Regions from separate parts of the Columba livia genome. Here region 2 is linked to region 1. A link is a contact called in public Hi-C data. All regions are on one chromosome and are shown on one strand. Each heading gives the region's core, a stretch centred on a gene start, on an enhancer-like site or on the middle of the called end of the contact. The rest is flanking DNA. Distances are from core to core; before and after follow the strand shown.

Region 1 (7,590 bases), core at 1,927-4,426:
TAACGAAGGAGTAAGCGAACCTCTGAGTTGTGAGCTGAGCTTGTTTCCCCTCTTCAGCTGAGGCAGCCTGCTCATATGTGGGAGTAGCTGTGCAGTACCTTAAACTCCAGGGAAAGAGATTGGAGCTGGTATGACTGTGGCAGGATATTTTGGGCAGGCTATAGCTGTGTACACCAACTCCAAATGCACTTCCACTGAGACAGGCAGGTGACTTAATAAGCTTCGTGGATCAAACAAGGTGAGATGCTGTGGGGTCACTTAACCACTCTGCTAAAACAATGGCCTTTTTCTGAGTATTAAAAAAGCCTGACAAGAAAAAGCCAGTGGTACAAGTTGTGGTTTAAGCACTGGGTTCTCCAGGTGGAGGATATGAAGAAGGCCCTGGGCAGCTCTTGTACATACTGCTGGAAGAGACCACAGCAGAAAGAAGATACCTCACAAGTTCTCCAAGGAGCTTGTTCCACCTCCAAGGAGATGCAGCAGGGCTGAGCCACACCACGGCCCGGGACTGTGCAAGCAGCCGCATGCTGGAGGAGCCTTGGCGGTGGGAGGAAGGGAGAGCTTGAGCTGGGAGGACACATGCTGCAGGGCATCCTGTTCCAGTGGGGTGCTCACTGTTGCTCATCATCTGCTGTCCACCACTGGTTGAAGGAAACTGCTATATAGCCTACCCTGTCAGCTGGTGTTTGTGCCTGCACTGCTTGTGCTGGGTGGCTTGTGTTGCTGTTGTACTGGCCATTTTACCCTACAGGACTTGAGTGTGTAAAACATTATTTCCTTTCACACCAGGGTTAGCTGGGCTTTGCCCAGCAAGGAGCCCCAGAGAATCTGTCTTACCTGTGGTAAGAGGGGATTTTAAGTGGGTGGGAAGGGGATCTTGCTGACTTAAATTTTGACAAAGTTCTTGACAACCTACATGATTAACAGGGAGTGATGGGCTGGAGGAGTTAGAAGAACAACAACAGGAACAGGGTGAAATATGGGCACAACTCTGGCAAAAAAGAAAATGAAATCTAGAGCTCTAGACTCAAACTCTTAGGAACTTACGGCAACAAAGACGATTAAGGGAGTGGGGCATCTCCCTTATGAGGAAAGGCTGAGGGAGCTGGGGCTCTTTAGCTTGGAGGAGACTCATTAATGTTTACACATATATAAAGGGTGAGTGTCACGAGGATGGAGCCAGGCTCTTCTCGGTGACAAACAATGATAGGACAAAGGGTAATGGGTTCAAACTGGAACACAAGAGGTTCCACTTAAATTTGAGAAGAAACTTCTTCTCAGTGAGGGTAACCGAACACTGGAACAGGCTGCCCAGGGAGGTTGTGGAGTCTCCTACTTTGGAGACATTCAAAACCCGCCTGGACGCTTTCCTGTGTAACCTCACCTAGGTGTTCCTGCTCTGGCAGAGGGATTGAACTAGACGATCTTTCGAGGTCCCTTCCAATCCCTAACAATCTGTGATTCTGTGATACTTATGGGTCTCTGTGCTAGAAGCATACCTATGCTGTGGGTGCCCAACACAGCAATGAGTGCACAGGCATGCAGAGATCCTTCAACACACAGCAATGCCAGCAGCCAGTGGGAAAAGAGCTGGTGGCCCTGTTATGTGTGCCGAAATGCCCCCAGTTTGCCCACCTCCTCTGCAGTTCACCAGCCCCGGTCCTTCCCTGCTTACCTGTTGCCTTGCTGCAGGCAGGCAAAGTTCCCGGCAGAAGATGGCCCTGATGGCTCCCTTCCACATGTCAGTTGTCATTTTCTTGACACTTGGGTTGGCTTGTGTGTGCACAGGCACATGTGGGCGCTCTACACAGATAAGCACAGAGTGTGGCTACAAAGCCTCCATAGGGTTTCTTCCTAGGCAAGGACATGCTTCTACCAGCCTCTGTTTACATAGGATCTGGAGAACAAACTAAAGGCCAACCCTCTGTATGTTAAGAAACAACCTGAAACTGGGAGAGGAACAAGGAGCACTGAGAATAATTTATTAATATGTCACAAGAAGAAAATAGCTTATGTAAGTTATGAACTAGCTATACAAGCAGACCGAGTGGCCCTACGCCATTGAAGGGCTTTGAAACAGCCAGTCCATGCTGGAAAAACTATTCACTAATTTTCACATGTAAATTTTTCACAGCAAGGTGGAAACATCAGAAATAATAATATCAGCATCTGCCTGAGGACTGTTGCTACCTTCTCATAACCTTTTTTTTTTTTTTTTTTTTGCATCTGGTTCCATTTATGACTCATACTTCCCAAACAAGCCATATGTTGCTGCAGAAGGCCTTTAACTTTGCTTGATTCGTATTGAGCTGCATTCCTGGCTGTCAGCCAAGTAAATGTAATAAAACCACTTTTTCCATCAAAAAATAAAAATGAAATCCCATTTGCAGGGAGATTTAATTAGCAGCCAGTAAGTCATTTTGGTGTTGAAAGCATGCACACTCATGTTTTGTTATAGCCTGATTTGCACCTTCAAACTCTATTGTAGCATTTCATTCGTTATAACACAGCAAGGTTTTGCTTCCCCCCCACCAGCTTTCGTTCCACTGCAGATTCTGTGGCATTTGAATGATGGCAAATTTGGGGAAAATATTACAGCCTCTGAGTTCTTCTCTCTGGATGTCACATTGTGCATCACCTCTTTAGAACATTGTGACATTGATGATTTTAGCACCCCGAACACAGAGCTGACAACAGTAATTTCTGCTGAAATAGGCAGTCTATCAAGAAACTAGTGTATAAAATCAGGAGCTGGCATCCCATTAAAGCCCGCAGAATACAGATGACTAAATCATCATCACTGCTGATGTTTCTGAAACTAACACATCGAAGTTGGAGGGGGAAAGAGACTCTATCCTGCCTTTTTAAAACAGGCAGTGACTTTCTTCTTCATTGCCCTTTTTAATTTATCAAAATTCTCAGGTAATGAGCATTGTGACAACACATTTTTGGCTCCTGCTTCATATTCCTCCAGGGAGGGGTAACGTTTGACACCATTGGCATTATTTTGAATACCTTAATTTTAAGAAAAACAGCAAACCAAGCTGTTCAAGGGTTTAGCTTGTCCCCTTTCCTGGAAAATCAGACTGCAGGAGCCAGGAAACTTTGTGAGCTCCAGGATACAGAATTTCCAAGTATTTTTTGGGAGCTGGTGGGGCACTGATGGGCCAGGGCAGCCTCAAGCATTGCATTCCCCAGCCACAGCCATCCTGGAGCCCCCCCGCCAGCCCCCCTGCCATACCCCATGGGCTCAGTCCCCCAACCAGCACTGCCCCACCAGTGGCTTTCCTGGCAGTGGCGGAGGCCACTCACAGCTGCGCAGTAGCAGCCAGAGAGCAAGCCCAGCCAAATTTTAGGCTGCTTAAAGCAGCATTAACTCCCACTTGGATTTCTGCATGGAAATCCAGCGAGTTAGCGCAGGGCAGTGCTCTAGACGGTGGCTGATCCTTTGCTCTTGCAGCCTGGCAGGGATCCAGCTCTGCAGAGAGCCAGCAAAAACCTTTCAGGGGATCCCGCAGAGCAGGGGCAACACCACGGGGGTGTTATCCCCCCTCAGCTTCTTCCCGCTGCTTGTGTTAATTGATGGAGCAGGCAACGGGGCTCAGCTTATGAAATCACCCAGCTCCCTTCAACCCCCACCCTGAGAGATCAGCTGGATATGAATCCCTCCTGCTTGCAGCAGGACCAGAGGAAATACAGATGGAAAAAACTATTAGGCTATTTAGCTCATCTTCTGCCAGAGAAGGACTGCTCCACGCCTTTGTGTTTTTTTGTTTTGTTTTGTTTTTTTGCAGAGTTAAAAGCCCCCCATCTCTACTGAGCGTCCAAAGAAGACTTCTGAAAGATTTAAGATGAGTCCAAGATGTCTCTCTGTATGCATCTCATGAGTTAAAATGTCACCAAGAAATATGAAACAGAGAGGAAAGACTGTCACAAAACTGATCAAAGCCTCCACTTTATCATTTTCATTTTTTCTGTCAGTAAAAAGCAACAGGCAATTTCAACCATGAACGTTTCATTGTTGTTTCATTCTTTTTTTTTTTCCATATTACTTTCTGTCTAAATATGGATGTTGTGAAGGGAAGAAAGATTGTGAGAAATAACAAATGGAAGTGAAGTGCCAGACGTCATTAAGTTAGTCATTAAGAAGTTTTTAAGGGCCAGATTTTCACATGTACCCAGAATCCAGTAGTTTCTGCTGAGAACAAGTGCTCAGCACTTTTGAAATCTCTGACCACTTAATCTAAGTGCCTCAACCAAAGAGTCCAGCTCTTCAGAAAACCTGGCTTTTCAAATAGCCACTCTTCCGAAGTAACCCTTCCCTTTGCAGATTATGAGTATATATCCATTTAGGAAGAATAAGCACACAGTTCCTCCCCCAAGCCTTTGTTTTCCTTCCAGACTACACAATGCCACTGTGTAGAGGGCCAGTGCTAATATGCCTGGAGGATTCAGGGCATTTACACCAGCGCTCGGGATATTTGGGGACCAGCTCCTTCCACGACCCAGAGCTGCCTCCCTCAGCCACCCCACCCTAGCAAAGCACAGCTGAACCAGGCAAAGACCTTCTCTCCTGTAGGAGCAGATAGGAAAGAAAGAAGTTGAAATGGCAAAATGCCAAGTACTCTGACATCCCTGCAACTTTAGCAGCGAGATTTCTCACCACCTCATGGAAACAAGCCTTCAGAGACTGCAGCTCCTGCTGTTAAAATGAATGTGGAAACTCCATTAGTTTCTATGGCATGGTGTCAGCCTCTTCTTGTATTCTGGCAGGGGAGTGGGAAAAGAAATGCTGTTCTCCAGTACGGAGCCCAATCTGTCTCCACTGGCTTTCTCCATCTTGCTGGGTGTTCACGGGGCCGTGCACACTGCCATGCCTATTCATCCTGGCTGCTTTGCTTAGCAATGTTCCTGTCAGTTACGAGATGTCACTCATCAGGAAAGAATGTGAAAAGGCAGTTTATGTGGTAATATTGTTTTTGTTTTTGGTTAAGCCTGCTGCTGATCAAGGTCTCCTCATCATGTTGGCTTCAGAATGAATATTCACACAATGCAGAAGAAAAGCAGGGAAACTCACTAGAGCAGAAATTTTTACTGTTTTTTCAAAAGCTGTTGTTTTCTTCTACCGCTGCTCCCACCATCCTGCAGTCCAGCCTGCAAGCAGCCAAGCACATACAGGTTATTTGTATGCTTGAACAGCCCTCAGAGGTATTAGGCTCCCTAACTCCCTCAGCTGCTCTGCAGCAGAAGTGCACTGGCACCACTGGAGCTTGCTTGATGCATGTTGGGTGAGGGGCCTGCCTGTAGGAGATGATTTTGACACGTACAACAATGCACAGCGCAATAGGAGGCCACCCGTTTCTTAAAGCTGACGGGTAAATGTCACCAAGGCGGCGTGCGCAGCCAGTTGCCAGCATGGAGAGCCAGTAGTCCCTGAATGGCAGTTCATCCTTTGTGGGGATTTCAGTGGTTCATGGTCCTTGCAGGGATCTGCTCCCAAGGACATGTGTAATCCACTTCTGCCTCCACAGTGGTCCAGGTCAAGATCATCTTGTATAAAAAGATGGAGATATTTATCTTTTGCTTAAATTCAATCTCATGCCTAATAAAGCCCTACACATACGAACCATATGTACATGGCACCTCTATACGCACTAATTAAAGGAACTCTTAAAAAGAGTTTTCCTTAACAAACACAATCATTTGGAGAAGACTTATGTACACACAACCAATCAACTTCTTATAGCTCACGTAAGCATCACACAGGAGCAAAAGCCAAGTGGTTCACAGTGAAAGCTGTTTCCCACATTCCTGTTGCTGTCAGTGATACCGAATCCAGTTAAAAGCAGACATACTGAAGACAGCACAAACACATGTGGGAAACGTAGCATACAGAAAGTCCCCAAGAATAATTGCAGAACAAGTCAAACTATCCAGCACTTTCATCTTAAATTGAGCCTACATTAACCATAGGTTCAAGGCCTGTGTTTAGTGTATGTAATTTGTCTTTAAGAAAATGGTGCAGGGACATCATCACAGTAATAAACTCCATTAGTACATGGACTGCTGATTTTTTCATGCAGGCAATGTAACTGAAAACAAACAAACAAACAAAACCACCAACCTCAAAGCAGTGGCTAGACCAAGATATATGATGTGATGTGCAGGTTTTGCATTGAATATCCTGGATTTACTTTAAGGGCATTCTTCAGAGAACATTGATTGAGATTTTCAGGGGTGGCTAAATGACTTAAAAGGATAAGTCCCATTGGCTTGTTCCACTGTGCAGTGGAATAAATCAATAAGGCTTGTTGTCCCTCAGCTGTTCAGGGTAAAACCCAATAAAGGGCTCAGGCAGTGCAGCACCTAAATTTTGGGGCTTGGTCCTTACTCTGAACTGTTAGTCTGCCCCACCCTCCCCCCCCTCCTATTGGACATGGGAGAGTCAATCACCTCAGAAAGGAGCTGGAATCTAAGCAGTGTTTGAAACCATCCTCTCCAAGCTGTCTTGAAGGCTGTGGGCAGGGAACTTCTTTGGCTCTGTCCCTGTCCTTCAAAAGTCTCTCTCACACCACTCTATTCACTGGCTTTCCAGATGGCTCTCTCTGTACTAAGCAGGGCACATTCAAAGAGCTTTTCTTCTTGGAGACAACAGGCTACAATCTCGCTGATCCAATCAATCTTGAATTTCTAGCTTCACAGTAGCAGAACTGCAGCAGGAAAGAAAATACTCTTTTACTCCTTGTAGGGTGCTTAGGGCACCTCTCCTAGGAGACTGGAGTTGTTGATCTAGAAGAGGAGAAGTTTCAACACAGAATTTTGGGGTTCTTTAGGTACTCAGAGAGGGGGGCCAAGTCATTAGGCTAATCCTTAAGAGGTGAAGACAGCACTTGCCATAAGAATAATTCAAAATGGAGTCCCATTTTCTCAGGTCAGGTATTTTCAAAGACCCACTCAGTAGGGCAGGTCCCTTGGAGGACCTAGGCCAAGAAATGTGTTTCTGGTGTCCAGCTCAGTTTGGAAGCGAATGAAGAATGAAGCAGTTCCAAGAAGTCCAGTTCATGCTCAAAAGCAGAACTCAAGGAAACAGCCTCAAACCAGGAGGTGCCACTGGGGTAAAACAGGAGCTGACTGCAGTGTTCTGGGATTGAAATTTTTGTACTTAAGTACCATTTGGGTCTGTTAAAGCTAACAATGTCATTCATCGGTACTAAGTCTTACTCACTACTGGCAATGTGTCCTGCAGTGGGGAAATCTCCATAAAGGTATTTAACATGTGATGGAGTCACTACCCTGAGTCAGAATCTAAAGCTTCAGAAGAGGATCGTGCAGGCAGTTATATCAGACCAATATGGTCTCTGTTTTGCTGACGCACATAAATCCTGAAGTGACTCTGGTGACAGTATTCCGCGAGAAGAGAATGAAGAGTGCTTGCCAGAGCATCTGTATTTCACTTGTGCTTTGCAGAAAAGACATATGGATCTTCATAGACAATTATAACCTCCTCGAACAATATAATAGGTAATTATATTCCTGACATAGAAATTCTATAGCATACTGCATATAAAAATCCTCATCTGGTTCTGCAGT
Region 2 (6,786 bases), core at 4,231-6,730, 94 kb after region 1:
TGTTTAGATTAGGTTCTTAGGAACATGGTTTAGTGTTAGGTTAATGGCTGAACTTGATCATTCTGAGGGTGTCTTCCAATCGAAATGATTCTATGATTCTATGACTTTGTCTCTCCTCTGTCCCAGAGCAAAGACAGTCACAAGAAGCATGCAGAGCAATCACATTTCAGAAACATATATTAACTTCACTGCCTAAAAGTATAAATAATTGTACAAGAAGGAAAGCTGCAGAGAGTCCGACCTTGAGCATGCTGGAATAAGTCTGTGAAACAAAATGACTACCTGATAAGGAATTTCTTTTTTTTTAGCTATTATTTCTAATGAGCAGGGTATCAACTGGCAATCGTGCTTGAGAAAAAGAAAGCCTGGATGAGTTTCTGTAAAACTGCTCAAAGCTAAAGGCCTGTCTGCAAAGGGATAAAGTCATGACACGAAACTACAGACACTTGGCAAACTCCTCATCAATCTTGAATTAGTGCCTGTACTGCACTCATGTTATTTGCTATTGCAGTACCATGTAAATCCTTCACAATGGTGATATTTTTGAAGTACTGCTGTACTGTCTGGTGTCCTGACATTATCAAGGCTCCTGGGGATGCCAGTGAGTGGCATTTCCTTCTTGCCTCCTTTACACTAAGTTTCCAAGCCAATCCTAACACGCTGCGAAGGGCCAGAATCTGCCTCATAAAGATTTAACCTGGCTCAGAAGGGAGTTTCTTCCTTCGCTGTCTCTTTGGGGCACGGGGACGCTTTACCTAGGATAACCCTGTCGCTTACTCGTTCCTGTCTCAGGATTCATGCACCGCTCTGCATCTGCAAAGAGGCGGCTGTGGGGAGAGCTGGTGGCTGTGAGCAGATGGACAGGGACTCTGCGCTGATTCACTTGTTGAGCTGTTTGATGTCCTGCAGGAAAAATGCTCACTTTGTGGTGTTAAAGAGAAATACTGCTAAGAACAAAAATCCCTGCAGGAATCACTGCACTCTGTATATACAGGAAACAAAACAGAAGATGAGGAAAAGACTTTGCCACAGTTCACAGGAGTTGCTACTGGGCCACTAATAGGAAGGAGGTACCTTCCCATCTGCCACAATACACAGGCTGCACCTGCAGGATCTTCCTTCTCTCTTCTTCCCCATGTGCAAACAAATGGGTGGATTCCTTTCAAACTGACTTAATGCCAGGGTAACATTTACAAATCTATTAACTTACTGACAGCCTGGTCCTGGGATCTCCAACAGTATGATGGAAGCTGCTAGATGCTTGCAGGAAAGACTGAGCAAAGGTTTCAGGACCAAGGTCACCAGGCACAGAGCGTGCCAAAAGAGCTGAAGCGTTATCTGACTCCATTCATTCACATCATTGTACACAATAAAATCAACAAGATGAAAGGCTCTTCATTTGTCTTATCAATTGGATTAAAAACAGTAAATACTGCAAAAATGAAACACCAATAGCTTTTTTTCAAACTTTATAACTTTTCTTTATGCTATATTTTCCTTATACTATGTCACTGCATTGCTTTTCTTCCTCTTCACTCTTTATTACTACACTTACTACAAACATCAACATTGTTTATGGGTAACTCCTTATTTTTCCCTACAGCTAAATAATGTGTAAATGAGGTGATGGCTACACCATATGTCCTCCACAACACCTGGAGAAACAAAACACAAAACAAACCAATGAAACAGTTCAAGCCCCTCCTCATACAAGCTGACAAAAATTGGAGTTTCCTAATATCTAGGAACTAATTCAACAATTTCAATGGGACTTTATGGAAACACAAAGATCACCTTGAGAGATCAAGTATTTATTACTATAATAAGATGATTTTGAACTACAGAATCACAGAATGTTAGGGATTGGAAGGAATCTCGAAAGATCATCTAGTCCAATCCCCCTGCTGGAGCGGGAACACCTAGATGAGGTTACACAGGAAGGCATCCAGGTGGGTTTTGAATGTCTCCAGAGAAGGAGACTCCACAACCTCCCTGAGGAGCCTGTTCCAGTGTTCTGTCACCCTCACTGAGAAGAAGTTTCTTCTCAAATTTAAGTGTAATCTCTTGTGTTCCAGTTTGAACCCATTACCCCTTGTCCTGTCATTGGGTATCATTAAGAAGAGCCTGGCTCCATCCTCGTGACACTCACCCTTTACATATTTGTAAACATTAACGAGGTCACCCCTTGGTCTCCTCCAAGCTAAAGAGCCCCAGCTCCCTCAGCCTTTCCTCATAAGGGAGATGCTCCACTCCCTTAATCATCTTTGTTACCCTGTGCTGGACTCTCTCCAGCAGTTCCCTGTCCTTCTGGAACTGAGGGAACCAGAACTGGACACAATATTCCAGATGTGGTCTCACCACGGCAGAGTAGAGGGGACGGAGAACCTCTCTCGATCTACTAACCACCCCCCTCCCAATACACCCCAGAATGCCACTGGCCTTCCTGGCCACAAGGGCACAGTGCTGGCTCATGGTCATCCTGCTGTCCACCAGGACCCCCAGGCCCCTTTCCCCTAGTAATAGAGCCAAAAGACGCCATGTGCCCTGAAGTAGTGAAATCACTACTTTGCCTCATATTTCAGAATACTTTTACAATGTATAGCCAACCCATAGTAGCGACATATCTCTACTTGCACTAATGATTTTGTGAATGACTGAGCAGCACTGCCTGCTCCACATTCTTCAGGCAAAAAAGGGCTGCCAGAAGGGAGGGCCATGGGCGAGGTGAGCTTTGTATCGCCCTTTCTGTTCTTCCCATCCCAGGGCACCTCTTTATTCTCAAGAGTATTTAAGCACTGATAGTACTATGTCAAAACAATACAAAACTATAAAAACACCAATTCATTTTTATGACCCTCAACAAATACCCAACGTTACCACAGTTGTACAAAGCATGCAGTCATAGATTTAACAGGTAGGAGAGAAATGAGTAGTATTTAATATTTTACTTCAACTGACACATCAAAAAAAATTCAAACTGAAGCCCCTGATATTCCTGTGTCAGATTCAGTTTCCGTTTTCACCTCCCCAGTATGGTAATTACAACCCTGAGCCCACTGGGAACCAGTTGCACACCAACACGCTTCAGCGGGGGAAGGAGAGGTTTCCCGATGAAGTTAGTACAAGATGCAGCAGCGGATGCTTTGACTTCCAGTGAATTTGTGGTGTTCCTTGCTCAAGACATCTAATTGTTTTAACTACCAAGATGAAATATCTGGCTAACTGTTGTCCAGGGCAACTGACAAGATACTGACAAGCTTTTAAAGGTGGCCATTGAACAGGTGAAGGCTCTTCCGGAAAAACAAGGCTTTAGCCACCACACTCATCATTCCTCAGTTCAAGCTGGGCAAGCAGAACTTTGTGTCTGCACTTAGTCACTGAAGTCAACAGGGCGTAGGCATCTGGACCCAGGCACCCACCTGGTGTGACTTCACTGCAGGGTCAGCACCTGAAATAGTTTGTTGCCAACGTGACACCTCTGTCATAGCACAGAGGGAGGTACCTACACTGCCACATGTCAGTTTGGACTTCATCCCTCTGCCTTGCAGACACTCCCAGTGCCACGCATTGGGAATCAGCAGGCAGCTTGCTAATGCTTTTTCCTAGCAAATGACAACCCTTTCTGAAATGTTTTGAAGGCCCACAAAGTCTTCCTGGAAACTTGGTGATGCTGAGCTTTCACACAAACGTCGCAAATGAAAGCTACCTTAAAATACTATCATTACCCTAAAACACAATCCCTCTAAAATGGGGAAAAGGAGGTTGGTATTAGCCAAAAATGTTAATGGGCACGATTCCTAGAAAGCTGTGGCAAATAATACATATAGCAACATCAACCAGTTAGCAAGCTTTACATTTTCTAAGCCCAGTGCCCCAGGAAAATTCACTGAATTTTAATGCAAATGACTGAACATTTGTCAAGTTTTTTTGTGCTCAACCTTTTACAGATTTTGAATTACATAACCAGTTTGTCATCAATCACAAAGTCTTACTGAAGTGACTTCAAAAAAAAATTATATAGAAACAAAGGAAGAGTATACTTGTAAATCACAGTTCAATGAAAATCTTTTCATACCCTCCTGTCCCTTGATATTCCAAGCATCTTTTTAATTGTCACTTCTCTTTCTACTACTTCTGTCGAATGCAATTCCTAACCAGCACTCAACTACCAAGAGAACAGATGAGAAAACCTTCTTCAGACCCAGTGCCTGTGCTGGACCAAGCACCTGTCTGGAAGGTACAGATAACCTGTATTCCTCACAGCAAGGGCATCCACACCACGACAGCACATGCCTTGCTGCCAAAGGCAGCTTTGTGTGAGCACCATTGTCAACCAACGCACAGACATGGGTTAACTGGCTTCTGCGGGAAGCCTGTTTTCATTCATTAACTACGACCTCTGGTCTAGGACCCGCGGAGGAGGAAGCACGCAGGCGAGTTAAAACAAAGTGCCTGTTTTCCCTCCGAAAGTTTTTGAGTCTCAAAATCCTGCACAAAACTCCATTCCGCTGTCATCTGAGTGAAAAACAATAGTAGGCACTCACATACATAAGCCCCGTGTGAGAGTTTGCAAGACCAGCCCCTGCGGAGGGCCACCTGCCAACAGGAAGAAGTGGTGAGGAGGAATTTGGATCCAGCTGCTGTCCTCCCTCAGCCAAACAATGCCACGCGATAAACAGCATTCAGGACTTTTTTGAATCATCAATCACACTGAGAGCATCCATGTCTGTCATTTTCACTCCCTGGTTGCCAGGAGGAAGACTAAGGCTTCTGAGCTGGAGCTCACTGAGAACTGATCCCCTGTTTCCTGTCACAGCTGTATCAGAGGGACTGGGCCCAGGAGAGGTGGGAAGAGCAGGGCGAGGGAAGAAGAAGAAATGACAAAGTGCCTCAGCATAGGGCTGACTCAAGCTGTGAAATTCATCACAAGTAAACACTCTACAAAAATCTCGTAGCTGTCTTGCAGCCTCATTTTGCATGTCAGCTTCTGACAGAAAGGTAGAGTGGAAGGAGAAAGAGGGGATAACTCAGGATCTGCAGTCCTTATTATGATGATATGTAGTGCTGAACACCAGGAAATGAACAACGATCACATGCTCAGTGGGTCACTGTGGCAGGTGTAACTCAACCTTAATACCACACAGCCTACTGCACCTTCAGATTTAGCGCAGGTAGCACCTGCGTAAAGCACGCCAATAAATGCACTTGCTGTTCACAGGCAGTAACAAAAAGGGTTAAGAAAACAACCAGGCTGCAGCTAGAAATTCCACAGCGCTTCCCTTCACAGAGCTGCAAACTGTGCGTCTCCCTGGGATAAAACAGACCGAGGAAGTGCCCTGAAGATCAACCAGTTAAACACATTGAAACGCCGCTGCCACCGGCAGACACGTATGGCTGGAAAGCTCAGGAGACTCGGAGCATCACGGCCCGTCACTCGGCAGGTCCTCCGGCATGGCCACTCCCCGGCGTCCGGGGCAGCCCACCTTTCGGCTACGCATCGGAGCCGGATTCACCGCCTTGCAGCCGAGGAACCCCCCTCTCCTTCCTCCCGCCTCGGCCCCTGGTGAACACCCAGCATCTGGGTACTACCTGCGTTTATCAGCAGAGCCATCCCGTGTCTTCAGTCATTCAAGGAATTTAACAGCCTGGAAATTCCTGTTGTCCATTATTTGAGGTCACAGATAAAAGCTAAACAGCAGCCGTGACTCCCATCAATCATAAGTCACTCACTGATAGAGTGTATGGTAGGAGACCTACTGATGTAAGCTAGTCACCAGAGAAAATACCCACTGATGACGCATATCCAGGCACAAAAATAGTTACAGGGCCCCCAAAGGGATTATTCAACAGCCTACATTTAGATATTCTTACAAGAGACCCACAGTCAATTTGCTGCTATTAGATGGCTGGGGAACATTGAAGTTTAAGTTTCCTCAGCAGACATAACCACAAATAGCTGGTTTAAATAAACTACTGCAATTACAAGCTGTTTTGTAAATTTTAACACTGCATTATAGGGATTAAGTGTAAACAGAACCACTGGCTATAAAATGTCGTATAGCCTTTGCTCCTACTATTTACCAATTCCTTCTGTATATCAGCCAACAATGAAAATAACAATTTAAAATTAATTCACAAATTAAGTCCCTTGTGCTACCCAAAAGCAATGCTTGTTATAAATAGAAGTTTCTATACATGTGAAGTCGGGTGGGATTTTCTGGTGATGCTTCAATGCTGTTTGCATCAACTTCATTGTACAATACTTTTGGCTTAATTTTTACTCCTCTTCGGCATTTGCCTCTCTATTACTCAAAAAAAGAAAAACAAAAAGACCTGAATAGTTAATCTTTCATCCACAAATAAAAACCATGTAGAGGTAAATGACTGATGACATACAAAACCATGTACCATGTACCTGCTTTGAGCATGGGCTAGAAAGATGACCCCAGGGATCCCATCTATCCTACGCTACTCTATGATTCTGTGCAACTGGATTTTTTTTTCCACATCAATATAAAGATAAAAAAATAATACCTTAAATTAACCAATCAACTAGTAATCCCACAACACTCTCGCCCCCTGAAACAGCTGCAGGATCCTTCTCATGCCCTCACAGTAATCAAACTTACTAGGATATAACTGAGCCTATCATCACTGCTGATAGTGAAACACTGACTCCGCATTTCTGCCAATATTAAAATCTTATTTTTTTAAATTAACTGATTTTAACATCCAAGCCCCCTTTTCAGAAGATAATTTGGTGCTTATGAGTCTAAAAGTTAATGA

The links. Hi-C and Micro-C count contacts between places; a contact is called where the count stands out from the background.
Region 2: a contact with region 1 is called in a Hi-C map of liver, with 1.9 times the contacts expected there. The contact joins two enhancer-like sites.

Annotation. Positions count from the first base shown.
Region 1 is chr3:63,116,070-63,123,659 of bColLiv1.pat.W.v2, forward strand. No RefSeq gene overlaps it. Among named protein-coding and RNA genes, the nearest start is that of HIVEP2, 150 kb to the right of the region's middle. Within about 2 kb of position 3,177, at least 1 of the 3 cell types and tissues checked has an H3K27ac peak away from gene starts, as active enhancers do.
Region 2 is chr3:63,207,796-63,214,581 of bColLiv1.pat.W.v2, forward strand. The region is part of intron 4 of HIVEP2 (HIVEP zinc finger 2); the gene reads right to left. Among named protein-coding and RNA genes, the nearest start is that of HIVEP2, 55 kb to the right of the region's middle. Within about 2 kb of position 5,481, at least 1 of the 3 cell types and tissues checked has an H3K27ac peak away from gene starts, as active enhancers do.